Linked DNA regions of Mus musculus: region 2 is linked to region 1. A link is a contact called in public Hi-C data. All regions are on one chromosome and are shown on one strand. Each heading gives the region's core, a stretch centred on a gene start, on an enhancer-like site or on the middle of the called end of the contact. The rest is flanking DNA. Distances are from core to core; before and after follow the strand shown. Region 1 has its middle 76 kb from the start of Gm35280. Region 2 has its middle 50 kb from the start of Cul1.

Region 1 (3,125 bases), core at 286-2,785:
TATATATATTATCATATACATGATAAGAGAGAATTTACTAGAATGGCTTATACAATAGAGGCTTGGTAGTCCAACAAGAGTCATCTACATATTAGAGAGATTAAATACTCATCAGCTTCTCGGTCCATGAAGCTGGATGCCTCTGCAGTCCCAGTTTGCACTGAAGGCTGAGAAGATTTCCAGAGAGTCTCCAGCCTTCAGTCCACATTGAAAGGCAGAGGAAGTTGAAGTCTGATGGTGCTGATGGCAACAGACAGTTATAGGCAAGAAGCATATTCAGACAAATGGGAAGCATTATTTTTTCCTCAGAGCTCCTTATATCTGGAACATACTGGAAGGTTCTGTCACTCTGGGGAAGGGTCCACTCGGTTAATCCTCCCTGTCCAGACTCTGTCAAGTTGACAATTAATCACCATAGGAAGCTTTTATCCTAATTTTCAAGTTATTTAATTTCTTATTTTCTGCTCCGTACTACCCCATATCTTTGAGCAGGATATTGTTGGTTTTAGCTTGTGGTTCCATCTTGTATGACTAAGATCACACTAAATGCATTCTTTCCTAACTTTATTCATCAAAATCCATCAACATTGACATGTGGCACTGCATTCTCCAGATTCACTGCATGTATTTTGTTTTAGGAGAAGGCTGAAATTTATATTGCCTAATCTGCTGCTGATGCCTGAATTTTTACTATTTGTAAATAACGATGTTGTACACACTTCCTTCTATTCCTTCTAGCATCATTACTGAACTTCAGAACCGTTCAGCTTTGCCAAAGGATGATAAATTGGTCTCTGATGAACTTGGACCAGTTTCTTTTGCTTACAGCATCGTGTGAAAATTCTCTCTACACCATAGCCTCAGCCACACTGTGCGGTGTTTACTTCTGCCAATTAAATGAATATAAACTGATAGCCGCTAGTGGTTTCTCAATTTCTAGTTCTTTGTTTGCTATTAAGTATTTTTCTAAGTTTACTGGCTGCTTATCTTTTTATGAAATGCTCTTTTATGTCCTTTTCCACATTTTTCCTATGCTTCCTTTTCTACTGATTTTTTTCCACTGACTTGTCTTTTTCTTATCCATCTGTAGGAATTACCTTCACATATTTTGGATCCTGATCTTTTGTCCATTAAGTGTTACAAATAACTCCTAGAAGATTCTATGAGGGAGCAGGCACCAAAGAGTTTTAAGCCCTGCTACTAACTCGACCGTCTTGGTTCAGAGGATCAGGTTCTTAGAATCTGGGAATGGACAGACAGAACCTGCTGGACCAGTACAGGAGCCCAGAAGGCCTGTGACAACTCCATCCATGATACTGATCATTTGAACTGGAATTTTGTATCTTCAGACAGAGCCCAGAACATTCTGGGTTAGTGACAGCATCCTCAGAACCAGGTCGCATTGTCCTTCATAGTTGTTCTCAAGCATCGTGTCAGCAGCCCCACCCCCACCCCCACCCCCCATACACACACACCACAGTGGGATTTGCTTTCACTTCAGGGCTAGCTGGTCCAAGGAACCTGAGGATCCTGATGACTCACTGCTCAGCAAACAGCTTTCAGCTATTTATACATGGCTTCCCCTGACAAGGTCTGCCTGATCCCTCAGCAGCCGCTTGGGCTCTTTCAAGCTCACACCAACATCAAATAATAATAGCAGCTTGCAGTCCACTTGCTCGCCAGGAGAAGGGGCCAGGCAGTGCCAGGCTTCACTGCATTGTCCTCACAGCTCTCTCTGTGTTCTCATCTCATGGACAGCGAGGCAGAGCACTGCTATCTTTCCTTGCTCTCTGAATATGGAACACGGAGAAGAGAATCCTCCAACACCTTCCATGGTGTATGGAGCACTGGACTTGTCAGCCCTAGCCTGATGTTTCCCTCCACAGATAGAAATATATGAAAAATCAAGGTTTGCATTATATTCTCCAAAGAGCAAGATATAAAACATGTAACGTGATTTTATTTCAGCTTGAAGGGTTTGTACTCCTCACTTCTGTTTTCACATATACTAAACTCAGAACAATAGAGACACAAAGATGATACACAAACTTATGAAGCAGTCTATACTTTTTAGACCAGTCACTTTTTCTCTTACAAATAGGGCATGTGGGGGTGGGTGTAGCACAGGGTTTCTTGGCTAGTGAACTCTGAAAGCAGAAGAGAGACTATGAAGGGACTAAAGTGGCCAATAAGAAACAGCAAAGGGGGGGTGGGTGATGGGGGAGGGAGACATATGAGCAAAGTACGTTAATACATGTGTATGAAAATATCATAATGGATTTGGCTGCTAATTGAAAATATTAACCAAAAACGTAAAGAGAGTGAAAAAAAAATAGGTTGTAGGTCTGAGAAAGTTCCCTAAGCTGTAAGTCCAGAGTTGATTCTATAGTCATATTTGAAAACCTGCTTGGTGTATGGTCTGGTGCAATTTTAAATTTTCCTAGAGGTAGGAAAAAAAGGAACCTTGGCTTTTCTTTTTCATTTACAACGTAAGAGCAAGCTCCTTCCCTAGAGATGCATTCCCTATTTCTGCACCATAACCTCTCCTAACTCCCCACACTAACTCACAAGGCCTGGGTGAGCACTCTGAGCAACACAGACACCTGATTCAGTTGTGGACTTACACTTATTTTCCTGGGAAAAGTAAAAAGGAATACCAGACTCAATGCCATTCTTTTTAAATCATCCATATGGAGAGATGCTTGGATAATAAGGTAGGAGGAAGGGCAGTACCCAGAAATTTTGTAGCCCATGAAGCCTACATGGAGTTGATAAAGCCTCTCTCTTTTTTTTTTTTAAGATTTATTTATTAGTACATGTAAGTACACCCTAGCTGTCTTCAGACACACCAGAGGAGGGCATCAGATCTCACTATGAGATGGTTGTGAGCCACCATGTGGTTGCTGGGATTTGAACTCAGGACCTTCAGAAGAGCAGTCAGTGCTCTTAACCGCTGAGCCATCTCTCCAGCCTGATAAAGCATCTTCTTGAGAAGAAACACTGCAGAAGACAGGAGCTAGTCAAGCCTGAGTCAAACACATTAACATGTCTGTGTCACCCCACTACCTGCTTAGGTGTGAAAACCTTCTGATGTGATGGAAAAGCCATCACAATACAAAATCCCA
Region 2 (3,125 bases), core at 229-2,728, 71 kb after region 1:
GGAAATAGGGCCTAGGCCTCTGTGGATCTACTACCATAATGCTGTGCAAGGACCAAAGCTGATCTCACATCTCTGCAGGAGGAGGTTGCATCCTAGACCCATGGGAGGCTTCCATTCCAGGAGGTGGGTCCATCATACCTAGAGGAAGACTCTCACAACCAGGTGGGTACTGAATTCAGACTCATGCAATACTGGCTGTGATTGCAGCTGGCTGCAGCAACTGCAACAGTGCCTTGTGGGACCATGAAAGGTAGCCTGGTTCCCAGTTGAGTGAGCTAAGGCTAGAAGTCTCGGAGACCATGATGGGACAATAGGAGCTTTGCCTATTCCCAAGTACCAGGCCCCTGTCACTAGCCATAGCCCCCCATAGATTTGTTGCCATCAATCTCATAAGGGCAATGCCCCAAGTCCCCCCACTCCCCACAATAGGTAGGAAAGGACATAACCTGTGCTTATGTAGGCTCAAGACAGACCTCCATTTTAATGAGATACGTAAAGGCCTGGAGGGCTTACCCAGTAAGCTTTCCTTCCCAGACATTCCTCCCTGAAAAAGGTATTTAATATCAGGCCCACCCTGAAAATTGGGGCATGGTTTTACACATCCACTTTCCACCATGACAATAAATGCCTTAAAACCATAGGCTACCTCTTTTCATTGAGATTCCCCCGTGGGGAGCCATGGAGAAGGCCTTCACCTATATAGCTGCTGTCTGGACTCTCATTAGAAGGCCTCTCTGTGCTACCAGCCATGACCACCACCAAGCCCATGCCTGCAGCCATCAAGCCGAGGATTCTCCCCACAGGACTAGCCAGATTTCCCCTTTTCCCTTGGCCCCAGACTAGATCCAGCCAGTGGGCCCAGATTCCATTCTCAGCTCTTCTGAAACATCCAGTGGCATCTGAGTGTCCAAGAGCCTGGGAACCCCACAGCCTCAGCCTCATCACAGGCCTAGGGACCCCGAACCAGACAACTCCGAAATTCTGCCTCTACAAGCAGCCTTGCCCTGTGGTGGAGCAGACATGGGACCCACAATCCTACGGTGCCTCTTTCTTATGGGGTCACCAACTGCTTGGGATGGTCCTCCAACCTCAGAGAGTAGCCCAGCAAATCCTGCCGGAGCCTGGGTTACAGGAACACCAGCTGACATTCCTCTGCTAGCAGCCCTGCAGATACGTGGCCCCTAGCAAGTGGCACTCAGGCGAGGCCAGTATGTGTGGGAAGAGGTCCATCTGGGGTCACAGTGACCAGGTTCTACCCTTGAAGCAACACCAGACCCAGGGTTCACTTCTATTCCCTCTCTGCTTGTTTGGAGTTCTTTGGTTTGATATTCCTGAACTCATCATAGTTACAGAGGATCGAATTCATATGTTTGTCAAAAGCTTTGAAGGTCCCGATGAAGATCTGGCCATCTTTGCAGGATACATCTCATCCGGCAATCAATGCAGCAGCATCTTGCTGTTCTTGCCCACAGTCACGGTAGTGGCTCCCAAAGCTCAGATTCCCACCATATTTGCTCCCTCCACAAAGCCTTAGTTTGCCGGCCAGCTGCTCCCGCCACTGCTAGCGGAAATGCAGCCTGCAAAATGCGTGTGAAGCTGAAATTACTCTTTCTTACCTGGCGTGAACACAAAGATTTCTGCACCACTAGTCTCCTTCTCGCTAAACTTGAAGAGAACAGAGATGGTCGTTCTCTCGTCTCTGCATCTCCTACATCTGCCACCACAGTAACTTATGGAAAGCAGGCACTCGGTAATATAATTTGGTTTTGAGTTAAACTGAACCAAGTTCCGATTGGGAAACTTCCAGCAGGGTTGGATTACTGACAGCTACAAGTTTATTTTTGATTTCTGGGCAGAGCACTGAACATTTTGCATACGGCTGTGAGAAAATTAAAGAATTTCATCAATGGTCTGGGAAGATCAATGGAATTTGCTTCCTCAGCAGAATGAAGGTTGTTTTGTCCTAGTGACTAGAAGAAGTTTGGCAAGATCCCTCACTTATATCCTGAGAGTATGAAACTTTTGCCAAATTGAACCATGAAATTTGAGAACTGGAAAGGATGTTAATCAGAATCTAGCCAGAGAAAACACAAAGCCCAGGGCAGTCTGCCTAGAATGAAAGAGGCCATGGGAGAGAGAGGCTGAGTGAATCTGCCCTGACTCTCCCCATCCAGCAGAGATCCATGGCCCACCCTTTTACCTCATCCCTTGCAGACCCTCAACTCTCTCGTTCTGTTGTCTCTACTGTCCACTGTCCCAGGCACTTTTTGAGTTCTGAGTTGGGATCAAGCCAGGGTTTCTGATCTCTTTGTCCACCTAGGCTGGAAGCTCTGCTTGGGATCAAAGGACAGCCTCACAGACTGATGTTCCGGCACGGCCATCGCTGACCTTTGCTTGGACACTTGGTGCTGCCAGCCTGCCATGACTTCTCTATACTGGCTCTCAAACTACCCTCTCTGGTTACTTCACAAACTCATTCTCCCTCTCCAAACTCTGCTCCACAACCTCTCCCTTGAGGTGAAGTCCCTTTGATGAGAAATCCACAGATTCTCACCATCAAACCTAAACAAAGCCCTTATCCACTCTCAGTGGATAGATACGTCCTTCCTCAAGCTCCTTCCTCTGTGCCCTGAATTCCATCGCTTTCCCAAAGAACACTCGTTTTGTTATTCCTTTCTCTCTGCTCCTTCTTCCAGATCTCCTCGAGGATTTGATCAGCAGCAGTACTTGAATATATATGATTCTTTATTTGTGTGAAGGGGTGTGGTAGAATATTCATATGTACATCTTCAGAGGGGTAGATGTCAGAGGTCAACGTCAGGTGCTTTCTTGTATCACTTTCTCCCTTACTTTTTGATATACCATCTCTCCGTGAATATGGAGCCTACTGATTCATCAAGATTGACTGGCCTTTCCAGGGATTCTTCTATCTCTGCCTCCTCAGTACTGGGATGACAGGTACAAGACACCATACCTAGCTTTCTACCTGCATCCTGGGCTTCCAAACCCAGGTCCTCATTCTTATGCCAAAAGGACTTTATCAACCAAGCCATCTCCTCAGCCCCACAGACACATTATTCTTATAATTTCAAAGTCAAACAAACTCACTTCCCACAACCACCTCC

The links. A called contact is a pair of places that touch in the nucleus more often than the background predicts.
Region 2: a Hi-C map of muscle stem cells shows a contact between it and region 1, with 1.8 times the contacts expected there. The contact joins two enhancer-like sites. A contact is called at or near these places in 1 of 15 datasets of contacts at CTCF or cohesin (the NIH/3T3 cell line), 9 of 484 Hi-C or Micro-C datasets (B cells, the C2C12 cell line, CD8 T cells and 6 more) and 3 of 115 datasets of contacts at active chromatin or transcription factors (bone marrow-derived macrophages, embryonic stem cells and trophoblast stem cells).

The regions. Positions count from the first base shown.
Region 1 is chr6:47,331,581-47,334,705 of GRCm38.p6, forward strand. No RefSeq gene overlaps it. Among named protein-coding and RNA genes, the nearest start is that of Gm35280, 76 kb to the left of the region's middle. Within about 2 kb of position 1,536, at least 41 of the 459 cell types and tissues checked have an H3K27ac peak or open chromatin away from gene starts, as enhancers often do. A contact at or near this core is called in muscle stem cells, where this site is marked.
Region 2 is chr6:47,402,828-47,405,952 of GRCm38.p6, forward strand. No RefSeq gene overlaps it. Among named protein-coding and RNA genes, the nearest start is that of Cul1, 50 kb to the right of the region's middle. Within about 2 kb of position 1,479, at least 31 of the 459 cell types and tissues checked have an H3K27ac peak or open chromatin away from gene starts, as enhancers often do. A contact at or near this core is called in muscle stem cells, where this site is marked.